2 separate regions of the Mus musculus genome follow, and region 2 is linked to region 1. The links are chromatin contacts, called in public HiChIP or PLAC-seq maps. All regions are on one chromosome and are shown on one strand. The core of a region is the stretch at or near the end of the contact, and the rest is flanking DNA. Distances in the headings are between cores, read along the strand shown. Region 1 has its middle 13 kb from the start of Gm30826. Region 2 has its middle 19 kb from the start of Dusp5.

Region 1 (5,952 bases), core at 1,575-4,074:
GTGCTGAGCTCCGGCTACTCAGTCTTAGAAGACAGTTCAGCTCCTGTCTGAGGGAAATGTACATAGTAAAGGCAGGGAGAGCCCTTGGCATCTCAGGTTCGAGTCTAAAGCCCAACTTCTCCACACTACTGCCCATGGACAAGACTACAGCAACATTAAAGATCTCAACTGGCTTGGCTTTGTGGTTCTAGAATCGGGAGACACTTGATTCCATAGACTAGAGCAAGGGTTCTGCCGGGACTGGCTGAGGCTGGAGACTGGTTTTCTAGATGAGTGGCTGAGGAAGCAGAAACAAAGAAGAGAGACCAGACTGCTCATCTGCAAGCTATCTTCCCTGTAGGCTGGGACAGGAAGACAGAACAATAGAGAGCCAGATGATTATCATTCCACTACGTTTTGTAAGAACTAAAGGATGAACAGGTCACGGCAGTGGGAACTCCTCGGCCATGCCAGCCATTGAGAGAACTCAGCTTTCCCGTTCTGCTCTTTCAGAAGGCCAGGGAACAACTGGATTTTAGAACTCTATTAAGCCTGGGTAATCCCATTTTCATTTTAATCCAGTCTGTTGGGCCCAACTCGGGAACCTCGTGTATAAAACAAGGGCCTACGGGGCTAGCGAGGTGACCCGGTGGGTAAAGTGTGCAAGGCTAACAAACTGAGTTCCATCCTCAGAGCTCACAGTGGAAGAAGGAGAGACTTCAGAGTCACTGTGGCATGTTTGTGTGCACATATGCACACATGTGCACCCTCCACCATACACATACATACACAAGAGTAGACAGATACCACACTCTGGCTCCTCTGTCCCCAGGCTGCTATGTCCAAGTGTGTATCTGACCAGTACTAACCTTGCTCAAGGATAGCCCAGTTTTATGGAGGAAACTGCCCCTTGGAGAGGAGATCACACTTCTGTTTTACATCTGTGTATTAAAGGTCCCACTTGGCTATGTGGGACTCAAGGGGCCATGTCCTTGGCTCTGGAATGACCAGACCTTCTTTTCTGTTTTCTAATTGTTTTTTTCTTTTAGTAAGTCATTTCATCTTTCCTCATCAGTTTCAAGGGACCCACCGCACGTGTGTGTGTGTGTGTGTGTGTGTGTGTGTGTGTGCGCGCGTGTGTGCAGGTGCACATATTCATGAGACCAGAGATGTGTGCCGGTTGTCTTCCCCAGTCTCTATCTTAATTTTTGAGAAAGAGTCTCTCACCAAGCTCACTGATTTGGCTATTCGGCCCTTGGGAATCTTACTTTTTTGCTTTCTCAGCTATGAGATTACAGGAGCATATTGCTAAGCCTAGCTTTTACATGGCTTTGGCGAATCAGAACTTACGTCCCTGTGCCTGTGCAACACGACATGTCCTCAGATTCCACCCCCTGTCTGTTTTTTGTTGTTGATTTGTTTTGTTTTGTTGTGGTTGTTGTTTCAAGACATGGTTTCTCTTGTGTAGCACTGGCTGTCCTAGAACTCGCTCTGTAGAGCAGAATGGCCGCAAACTCACAGAGCTCAGTCTACATCTGTCTTCCCAGTGCTGGGATTAAAGGTATGTGCCACCACCATCCACCACCACCCCACATACACCCTCCTTTCTTTATTCTTTTGAAACAGTCTTGGGTAGTCCAGGCTGAATTCAAATTTAATATGTACCCTGATCTTTCGCCTCTACATCCCGAGTGCAGGAATTAAAGACATGTGCTGTAATACCCAGTTTTATATCATGTTGGGAGTTAAACCCAGGAGGACTTTGCAAATACTAGGCAGACTCCACCATTGGAGCTACATTCTTAGCCCAGGAAGTCACCACCCTAATGTCCTTGCCACCAATGCCTGCTTCAGGCCCTGCTAGCTTTTGTTTGTGTAATGAACAAGGAAGCCCTACCTCCCAGGTCTCCATTGTCTTGACCATAGCCACTCACCTTCCTCCCTGGCTGGAGTCAGAACTCTTTTTATTTTTACTTTGGATTTTGTTTACTTTTCAGTGTAAATCAAAGTTATGAGTGAGCACAGATCTAAGTCATTCACAGATGACTGGTCCTTCTCCAGAAGCAGCTACTTTCAACTCTCCGGGTTGTTTGTTGTTGTAGAGAAGATCTACATAGGTAGCTTAGACTGGCCTTGACCTTGGGATCCGATGCTCCTCCTCCAACCCACGGAGGACCAGGAGTACAGGTGGGCACCAGCATCCTGGATCTTTCAGAACCACACAAACACATGATGAGCTGAGAGCTACAGTGTAGACTGGAGTTTTTTCTTCACCTTTCCTTTCTTTTTAGGTAGACCCATAGATGACTGTGAGTAAGGCTGCTTGCCCCCATCTGACCACCTGACTTCAATATCTGAGACTCACATGATGGACGGAAAGGACTGATTCCTACAGGGACCTCCACACGTGCATTAATGCATGAACACACACACACACACACCACATAAAAACACAAAAAATAAATGTTTAAACAAATTAAACCTGCTTAGGCAGTTGCCACTCAAGGGGCAATATCAGGTATCCCAGCTCAGTTGACGCCAATCACATACATCATCAATTCTCTGCTCTTCTCCCCTCGGTCCCCTCCCCTCCCCTCCTCTCCTTTTCCATGTCCTGTCCCCTTCTCTCCCCTCCCCTCTTCTTTCCCTCCCCCCTTCTCCTCCCACCCTTCTCAGTACCAAGAATGGAACCTAGGGACCTCTGATGCCAAGCCCTGCCACCAACCACGCCTCCAACGCCTCAGCATTTTCCTCAGAAGCATTTGTGGTCAGGCTAACGGTAACTCAGCAAGAAGTCATGCTCTACAAACATCGCGAGCATATTCTTTCTGTATGTGTCCCGGGGGACACTGAGTGGTGGTTCTGAGGTGGGTTCCAGAGTCAGGGGGAGTGTTGTGACCTCAGCCTTGACCTCTGTGGCTAGTTGACCTTTAGTGAGTTGCACAGCCTCCGAAGCCTCAGCTTCCTTATTTATAAAGTAGAAGTAAAGGTCGGAGGCCCCTCACTGCACTGGCTGATGTGTGACAAGATGGCATACATGGTACAGGACACGGAAAAATGTGACAGTGTAGACATCAGCATGATGTAGGGTTGCCTGTTCACTCCTTTAGTGAGTATCCATCCCAGGATGCACAAAAGGATGCTCAAAATGTTCATGACTTCCAGAGAAGTCATCAGTCCATACCTGAGAGTCCAGCCCACCCGGGCCTCCTTTCCCAGCGCAGTAGATGCTCGGGCCTCAGCCAGGCACAGGAGGGTAGATGTGTGCATGAATACTGTCACTGCACACTAGGAAAAGAGACTGGTTGTCCTTGTCACACCTCTGTCTTCACAATCAGATGTCTTTAGTCACCACCCCACACCATGGATCTTTGTTCTGGTTAGTCTCACTTTCTTCTAAGTTTGCTCTATGGAGAAAAATTGACCATTCGACTCCTTTAACTCAGATAGACTATCTGCTAAGTCTATGAAAGTCAAGTGGAACAGAGTAGAAAAATTAAAATTTCACATATGCTTTCCGCCTTAGAGAAAACTTCTCTTGGCAAGGACTGTGTATCTTTCTAGGATATTTTTCTTCAATTAAAAGTAAAGATTTTTGGGGGGGGTGGTGGTCAGACATTATCATGAACACCTGCAGTCTCAGCACTTGGGAGGCAGAGGCAGGAGATTATAGGTTCAAGGCCAGTCTGGACGACATAGTTAGCTCCAGGTCAGCTAGGTTGCATAGTGAGAACTTGATTCAAAAATATGTTAGCATATATTGATTATGCATAGTGGGTTTATTATAATATTTTCATACATTTATGCAGTGTGTCTTGATGACATTCTTCCCATTTCCCACTCTTGCCCTTTCCAAGAGCAATTATCCCTCTCCTCTTCTTCATGTGTGTGCATGTATGTGTGGGTACATTTGTGGGAATGAGTGAAGGTCTGAGATTACACCACGAAAGAAGTCATTCTTCATTGCTCTCCTCCTCATTTTTCCAGACAATGTTTCTTACGGAAGCTGGAATTCGCTATCTAGGCTAACCTGCCGGCCCACAGATGCCTTTGAGATCTGCCTGTCTCTGTCCCCAAGCACTGGGGACAGAGACATGAGCGTTGTGCAGTGCCGTGCCTGCTTTTCACGTAGGCGCTAGGATTCTGAGCTCTGAATTTTGTACATCAGGAACTTTACCTACCTGAACACACCTCCCAGCCCCTCCCTCTGTTACCTGCTCACTTTTTTTTTTTTTTTGTTTTTTGAGACAGGGTTTCTCTGTATAGCCCTGGCTGTCCTGGAGCTCACGTTGTAGACCAGGCTGGCCTGGAACTCAGAAATCCCCCTGCCTCTGCCTCCCGAGTGCTGGGATTAAAGGCGTGCGCCAGCCACCACGTCCGGCTTTACCAGCTCACTTCTTGTCTATTTGCTTTGGTGATCCAGAAAGTTTGTCTACACTGGCTTAGATGAGCATGGGGGAGGGGCTATTTACACACACATAGGCGATTCAGAATCCTCACTTCTATGCTTCTATGCGTATGTGTGTATGTGTGCAAACACCGCATCCACTTGCTGAACATGTATCGTAACAAATGAGATCACAGTGGACCGTCAGCTCCGTGACTCGCTTTTCTGCATCATCTGAGTATCTCCACGGCACTCTGGGTGCCTTTCCGTGTTCGTTAACGGTCCCAGCCTTGGCATGTGTGCTCTGGGGAATATCTCTGCATGCGTGTGCTGGTGGTTTTGAAAAGAGGCCTAGAAAGGTTTCTAGCATGAAGAGAAGGAGGAGAGTTTGGACATCACAAATCTCCCTCTGCGGTTCTCAACCTGTGCGTCGTGACCCCCTCGACAAACCTCCATCTCCAAAAATACTCGCATTAGGATTCATAACAGTGACAAAATTGCAGTTATGAACTAGCAACTAAAATAATTTTACAGTTGGAGGTCACCAGAACACGAGGAACGGTCGTAAAGAGTCGCAGCATTAGGAAGGTAGAGAGCCACTGCGGACGCTTGGCCCTCCATAGGACGACCATCCCAGCTCTCCTCAATGTCCACAACCTTTCCCTACCCTTCGTCCATCCTCATCCTCGTCTAAGTTACGTCCCATCTCCAATGAGACCTGAACTGCTGGTGGATCTGAGGTGGCCACTTGACCTTTGCACAGAGTCCCCAGTTTCAGAAAACAAGGAACCTGAAATCTAGAGAGGGAACTGATCTACTCAGAAACTGTCCCCTGGCCACTGGGGCCGAGTCTGGCTCTCCAGACACAGGAAAGGTGTAGGTGGAGGGGAGGAGAGGCAATAGGTCACAGAGGTGGGGGAGGGGAGCTGTACAACAGGCTCTGCCAGTTAGCCCTGTAGCCATGGTCAGAGGCAGAGGCTATATCATCTCATCTTTTCCAAGAGAGGAAACTGAGGCAGATAAGAGTGTGAAGTCCCTGCACTTCTTTCCATGACCTCCCGTGTCTGAGATCTAGACTGTCCCGCACTGTGTCTGCCTGGGGGCGTGAGGTGGCCTAAGCCCTGCCCTGCTTAGACTGTGGGCTCTGCTGGACTCTGGGTTCTCTGAAAGAGCACTGGCTTCCCTCCCAGAGGACGATATATCGCTGGCCGTGGGATCCAGGAAGAGGATGTGTGTGGATCCCATTCTACTCCCTCATCCTTGTGACAACACTAGGCTTGCTCAACAGCGGGCGGGCGCGGAGGTCAGTGCCCTACAAGTCCTCATGCTGTTGGAGGCGCAGGCAGTCTCCCTGGAAAGACCCAACCCTAAGATCCTATCAGCATTCTCTCTGAGATGGGGGCGCCTTGGGCAGGACTTTCCTCCTGGGGACTCTAATCTCCCACTGATACCCAGCCCTGGTTGCTGGGCACTGTCAACAGAGCGCTCCCCACAGTCTCGGTGCTTGGCAGCAGGCTGAGAGCAAGACTCCCTGAGGAGAAGCGTCAGTGCCCAGGGCTGCTCAGAGGGGCACATGGGACTGGCAT
Region 2 (5,952 bases), core at 1,655-4,154, 68 kb before region 1:
GGTTTTTCATGGTTTTTCCATGGGACCCTGGAGCCTTGGCTATGACAATTCCCGCTGATCCAGTCTCCCGATAAATAGATGAATGCTGGTGTACAAGATTGACTACAGGGGAGAGACTGGAGGTAGGAAGGGCAGCTGAGGATACTGCTGGTCTCCATTGAGCCCAAAAGACAAAAACCTAGGAGGCAGGTGAATGGAGATGGGGAAGGGGGCAGTGGCTAGAAAACTGAGGCTGATGGTCCAGGGAGGACACTGCTCTGTCCTGTGCTCTCTGGACCCTCTTCCAAAGCACATGGGTAACCTGAGAGAAAGCATCAGGGACAAAGTTGAGGGGTCACCAAGGTTCTGGGTGCAATGGAAATAGTATTTACTGGTTTATGTGACTTTAGTATATCTAAGAAAATAAACAGTTCCCCTGAGCAAAAATTATTGTATAAAGGATATATATACACATATACATATATATATACATATACATATACATACATACATACATATACATATACATACACATACACATACACATACACATACACATACATATACATACATACATATATACATACAAACAAACAAAGCTGGGTATGATGGTATACTTTAATTCCAGCTACTTAGGAGGCTGAGATGGGTCCGTCATTTTAACTGAGTTCAGAACCAACCTTGCTGGGCTGCAGAGACGGTCCAGCCGTTAGGCACATGTTCTGATTCTGCAGAGGACCCCAGTTCCACCCCGCAGAATCCATCCGGGCTCACAACCCCCTGTAAGTTCTCAGCTACAATGCTAGCTGAACCCTCTGGTCTCAGACACTGGCACTGATGAGAACATACTCATACATGCATACACATTAATAATAAAATAAAACTTTTAAGTTCAACCTTGGAAATACGTTGAGACTAGCTCACACAAAGAGTGACAAAAGAGCTGGGCCTGGTACCCCAGCCCCACAATTCCAGCTCCCTGGCAGGGGCAAGAGGGGCAGAGGGGCAAGATGGGCAAGATGGGCAGAGGGAGGATGGTTAAAAGTTCAAAGCCTGCCTGGGCCATAGACTACTGAGTGAATTCAAGGCTAGCTTAGACAACTTAGTGAGACCCTGTCTCAAACAAACAAACAAACAAAACAGACTAGGGAACATATTTCCATGATACAGTACTTACCCAGTACATGAGGCTCTAGGACCAATCCCCAGCACCCAGGGTAGTTGGGGTGTGGAGGGGAGTACGCAGCTATGTCACCATTCAGCCATAGGAACTGGGGCTCCAGTTGGTTGGCAGGGTGTTTGCCCAGCATGCAGGAAGTCCTGGGTTCTGACTCCAGCACTCCCTAAAGCCAGAGAGATGTTGCTCACCTGGAATCCCAGTATTGGGAGTAGAAGCAGGAGGATCCAGAGTTCAGAGTTATCCTTGGCCTCACAGTAAGTGTGAGGTTGACCTGGGCTTAATGAGGGAAGTGAGGGCGGCTGGGAAGTTGAGGTTGACTTCCCAGGGATTAGATTGCACTGTCCATGTGCTACGGTGTCCTTTACATAAGAAGAAAGAAGAAAGGAAAGGCAATGTGATATTATACTAGGAACCTTTCAGGTTATATAAACACAATCACAAATACTTATATTTATAAACTGTATCCACATGAAAATATTTAAAATATTCTACATTCGTACATGAAGTCAAAATTTAAAAATGCATACGGCACAAATTTGTAGGCACTGTCGGTGAGATGGTGAGATGGGAGTCACAGTTTTACAGCTTGCTTTTCGCTCACTTAAGCATATGCGGTGAGCACAGGGGTGCTTTTATAAACCCAAAGGGCCGTTTGCAAAGATAACCTTTGGGATAAACAGGAAGGCAGGGATGATATATGAGTGTGAAGTGAGCTCTGTGGTTTTGATAAATATTATTAAAGTAAATAAACCTTAGCTGTGCTGCCAGGGTAGGTGCTCATTAGCTGTGAGCAAGGCCACTAACACAGAGTCCTGGAAGGCTGCTGTTTGACGGAGCCACTGAAGTCATCCAACTCAATCCCCTTACTTTCCTGCCAAGAAGCTACAAGCCCAAAGTCATTACAGAACCTACCTAAGGAGGTGCCACAGGAGGGGCAGCCCAGGCCTAATAACCTGCTATCCCTGCAAAACTCACAAGGCTGTGGCAGGAGATTCCCAAACTCAGGACCTGAATAGGCTACAGAGTGAATTCAAGGCCAGTTGGGGGCATTCAGCGAGACCCTGTCTCAAAAGAAGCAAAAGGAAGGAAGGCTCGGGGTAGAGTACAGTGAAAGCATTCGCCTAGGAAGCGCGAGGCTCTGGATTCAACCCTCAGCACTAAAAACAGAAAGAGGAGGGGGAGGGGGAGGAGGAAGAGGAGAAGGAAGAGGAGGAGGAAGAATAGGAGGAGGAGGAAGGGGAAGAGAAAGAAGGAGAGAGGGAAGAGGAGGTAGAGGAGAAAGAGGAAAAGAAGGAAGACAAAGAAAAGACAAAATAAGAAAAGGAAGGAAGAAATGGGTGCTGGATAGATGGCTCAGAGCACACAAGGCTATCCTAGAGGACCCGAGTTCAGTTCCCACCACCCGTGTTAGAAAGGCTCACAACAGCATATAACTCCAGCTCTAAGGGAATCTGTCGTCTCTGGCCACCACAGGCAGCTACACTCATGTACACAGACACAGGCACACACATACCTAATTAGAAATCAGAAAAGCTGGACGGAGAAGCCAAGCCCCTGACCCCAGCCTATGCTCTCGACCCTGACTGACTGCCTTGATTGATTGACGTGATGTAGTCAAAGCAAACTCACATGAAACACAGAGCAGAGGGTCACGTGGCCTGTTCTGTGAGAAAGGACAAAGCAGCTATAGCTCCCTTGTGGGTCACAGCAGGCTTAAGAGAAAACACACAGAAGCCGCGGTCATGTGTCTGCATATAGAAAGGGCAGAGGAAGCGCGAGCCACCAAGCTCTTCCACAGCAGGAAGGCCCTGCCCAGTAACCTTTAAAAGGAGCTTGAGGTTGCAGCAGGCATGGGTAAGGGAAGAAGACTAAGAGGAAAGCCATGGAGGCTAGGCCAGCCTTGTCTACTCGATGGGCAGTGACCAACAGACCAAAGACAGCCTGGTGAAGCTGTGGCCTCTTGGGACTTGAGGACTGTATGGCACTTTCAATAGAAGTACCCCCACCCCAAAATGTAGCAGTAAGATCATACCCATATTCCCTGGACCACCCACTTAGCCACTGAAGGTCTAGGAACGCTTCTCTTCTACATTAAAAATCCATCTTAATTATTATCAGCTGTTTATAGCAATGTGGGTTTATAATATATCAAGGCGAATTAAAATTAATTACAACAATCGCACGTACTTTTAAAGAAGGGAGTCACATGGGGGACTGCTATGTCTTTCATTCTCACAGAGTACAGAGGTGGCATTGTTTGAAATTAATGATAAGGAGTGTATTGTAAATCTTAGCTAAACTATATTATATTATGATTCATCTTATATAATATATAACCAGGTTGGGTAGTACAGATCTTAATCTCAGTGCTTGTGAGTTCAAGGCCAGCCTGATCTGCATAGAGAGATCAGACCAACCAGGGCTGATGCATAAAGAAAATATGAAATCATGTAAATAGTCAATGTATGTAAAAGAAGGTAAATAGACAAGACATAAACAGAAGACAAATAGCACGTGGAAGATTTAACATAAGTAGTTCAGAAGAGGAAAGAAAGTCATACTATTTGTTACAGAATAACTCTGAGGGCCAAGGACCAATCTCAGCGGTGAGATCCCCTGCCTGGTGCACAGCAGCGGTGAGATCCCCTGCCTGGCGCACACCAGCGGTGAGATCCCCTGCCTGGTAGGTACACACCAGGACCAACATTTGCTTTCCTGTAAAACAACAGTGACCAGGAACAGCAAAACAAAACAAAACAAAACAAACACCCCCAGAAACCCTCCAAATATAAATACACAAGTTAAAAGTAAAGGGGCTGACCTGGGCATGGCGGCACGTGACTTTAATCCCAGCATCTGGAGGGAGGCAAGTGCATGCAGTTCTCTAGGTTCAAGACTAGCTTGGTCTATACAGCAAGCTCCAGCACAGACAGGTCTACATAGACTCTTTCTCAAAACAAAACCAACATAAAAGCAACAGGGTTGGGGAGACAGCTCAGCAATTAAAGAGCACAGCTGCTCTGCAGAGAACTGGGGTTCCATTCCTAGCAACCACATGGAGGCTAACAACCATTTGTAACTCCAGTTCCAGGGTGTCTGACACCCACTTTTGGCTTCAGAGGGCACGGCATGAGTGTGGTGCACGTATGTACATACATAGAAGCAAAACACCTATACGCATGAAATGAAAGTATCTTAAAAGAATGTTAAATGTTAATGCCTAAAGTCAAATGTTCATGTCATGCCAGGCATGTGAGACCTGCCTGTGCTCTAACTACTCAGGAGGCTGAGAACAGAAGGATTACAAGTTTATCCAGTTTGAGTAACATGGCAAGATTCTCCCTATGACACACAGGCATCTAGGCACATACATAGGTACAATATGTGTGTGTTTGTGTGTACCATGAAAACACGAATGTAATATCGACCATGATCTAAACATTTTAAGGAATATTACAGGGGCATTTCCTAATAATAATGAAGGGGTGAATTTATCCAGAAGACACATCAAGCAAAACTTCAGCATTCATGAAGCCAACACCAACAGAACCAGAAAGAGAAGTATTCAAATTCCAGGGTTAGTTGGACATGTGTACTTCTCAGTAACTGATGCTGTATCAGACAGAAAGCCAGGAAAGAGGAGAGAGGAGGAGGAGGAGGAGGAGGAGGAGCTAAGTATGCCCAGTTTTCCTTGTATGATTTTCTGTTAATAGTCCCTGCTTCCATGTCTCATAAGAAAACCCAGGAAATGTCCATATAACATCTATGTCTAAACTGGCTAGTTTTATGCCAACTTGACATAAGTTAGAATTATCTGAAAGTATGTGTGTGAGGAGGGAGGGGGACCTCAATTGAGAAAAACGTACCTCTATGAGATCTAGGGTGTTTTCTTAACTAGTGATTAATGGGGAAACATCCAGCCCATCGTGGGTGGAGCCATCCCTGGACTGGTGGTCCTGGGTTCTATGAGAAATCAGGCTGAGCAAGCCATGATGAGCAAGCCAGTAAGCAGCACCCCACCACCACCACCACCACCACCACACACACACACATACACACACACCATGGCCTGTGCATCAACTCCTGCCTCCAGGTTCCTGCCCTGCTTGACTTCCTGTCCTGACTTCCTTCAGTGATGGGGTGTGTCATGGCAGCAATAGAAACCCTGAGACAGCCAGTGTTGAACTAACTACTCAGCCATGTCACATAAGCCACCTAATAAGCACCTTTTAAATAATATGTTCATGTTATTTTGATCTCACTCCAAGAGCCTTGTCTAATATTACTGAGAACTTGGCCAAATCTACAAGTAACCCATCACGTCAATGAATCAGAGAGAGAGAGAGAGAGAGAGAGAGAGAGAGAGAGAGAGAGAGAGAGAGAGAGAGAATCAGTTATTTCTGCTTTCTGAAACCTCCGTACCCGACAGAGACTTAAGGGAGGAAATGCTTATGTTGTCCTTCATGGCAGGAGGCCTTGCTAGAAGGTAGCATGGTGCATTAACTCAGTCCCGGGGAAGAAGGGAGAATGACCAGGAAGCAGAGAATAGATGGGAACCAGAGGCCAGTATAGCTAAAAGCCCACCCCTAGGATCCATTTCAGCCAATTAGGCCCCACCTTTTAAAGGTTCCATAGCATTCTGAAATATATCCACCATCTGGGGAATATGCATTTGGAACATGAGCCGGTGTGTGTGTGTGTGTGTGTGTGTGTGTTGGGGGGGCATTTCAGGTTCAAATGACAAAGAGCAACACACAGGCTGCTCTTTAGGTATTTATTCCACACCTCATTTC

What was found. HiChIP or PLAC-seq counts read pairs in DNA pulled down with a chosen protein or histone mark.
Region 2: a contact with region 1 is called in a CTCF HiChIP or PLAC-seq map of CD8 T cells, with 5 read pairs. The contact joins two enhancer-like sites. A contact is called at or near these places in 1 of 39 promoter capture datasets (pre-B cells), 1 of 15 datasets of contacts at CTCF or cohesin (CD8 T cells), 6 of 484 Hi-C or Micro-C datasets (the HL-1 cell line, the N1E-115 cell line, Th1 cells and 3 more), 8 of 115 datasets of contacts at active chromatin or transcription factors (the HPC-7 cell line, bone marrow-derived dendritic cells, double positive thymocytes and 5 more) and 3 of 9 other capture datasets (adipose tissue, liver and pancreatic islet).

The regions. Positions count from the first base shown.
Region 1 is chr19:53,476,668-53,482,619 of GRCm38.p6, reverse strand. No RefSeq gene overlaps it. Among named protein-coding and RNA genes, the nearest start is that of Gm30826, 13 kb to the left of the region's middle. Within about 2 kb of position 2,824, at least 79 of the 459 cell types and tissues checked have an H3K27ac peak or open chromatin away from gene starts, as enhancers often do. A contact at or near this core is called in CD8 T cells, where this site is marked.
Region 2 is chr19:53,544,698-53,550,649 of GRCm38.p6, reverse strand. No RefSeq gene overlaps it. Among named protein-coding and RNA genes, the nearest start is that of Dusp5, 19 kb to the right of the region's middle. Within about 2 kb of position 2,904, at least 36 of the 459 cell types and tissues checked have an H3K27ac peak or open chromatin away from gene starts, as enhancers often do. A contact at or near this core is called in CD8 T cells, where this site is marked.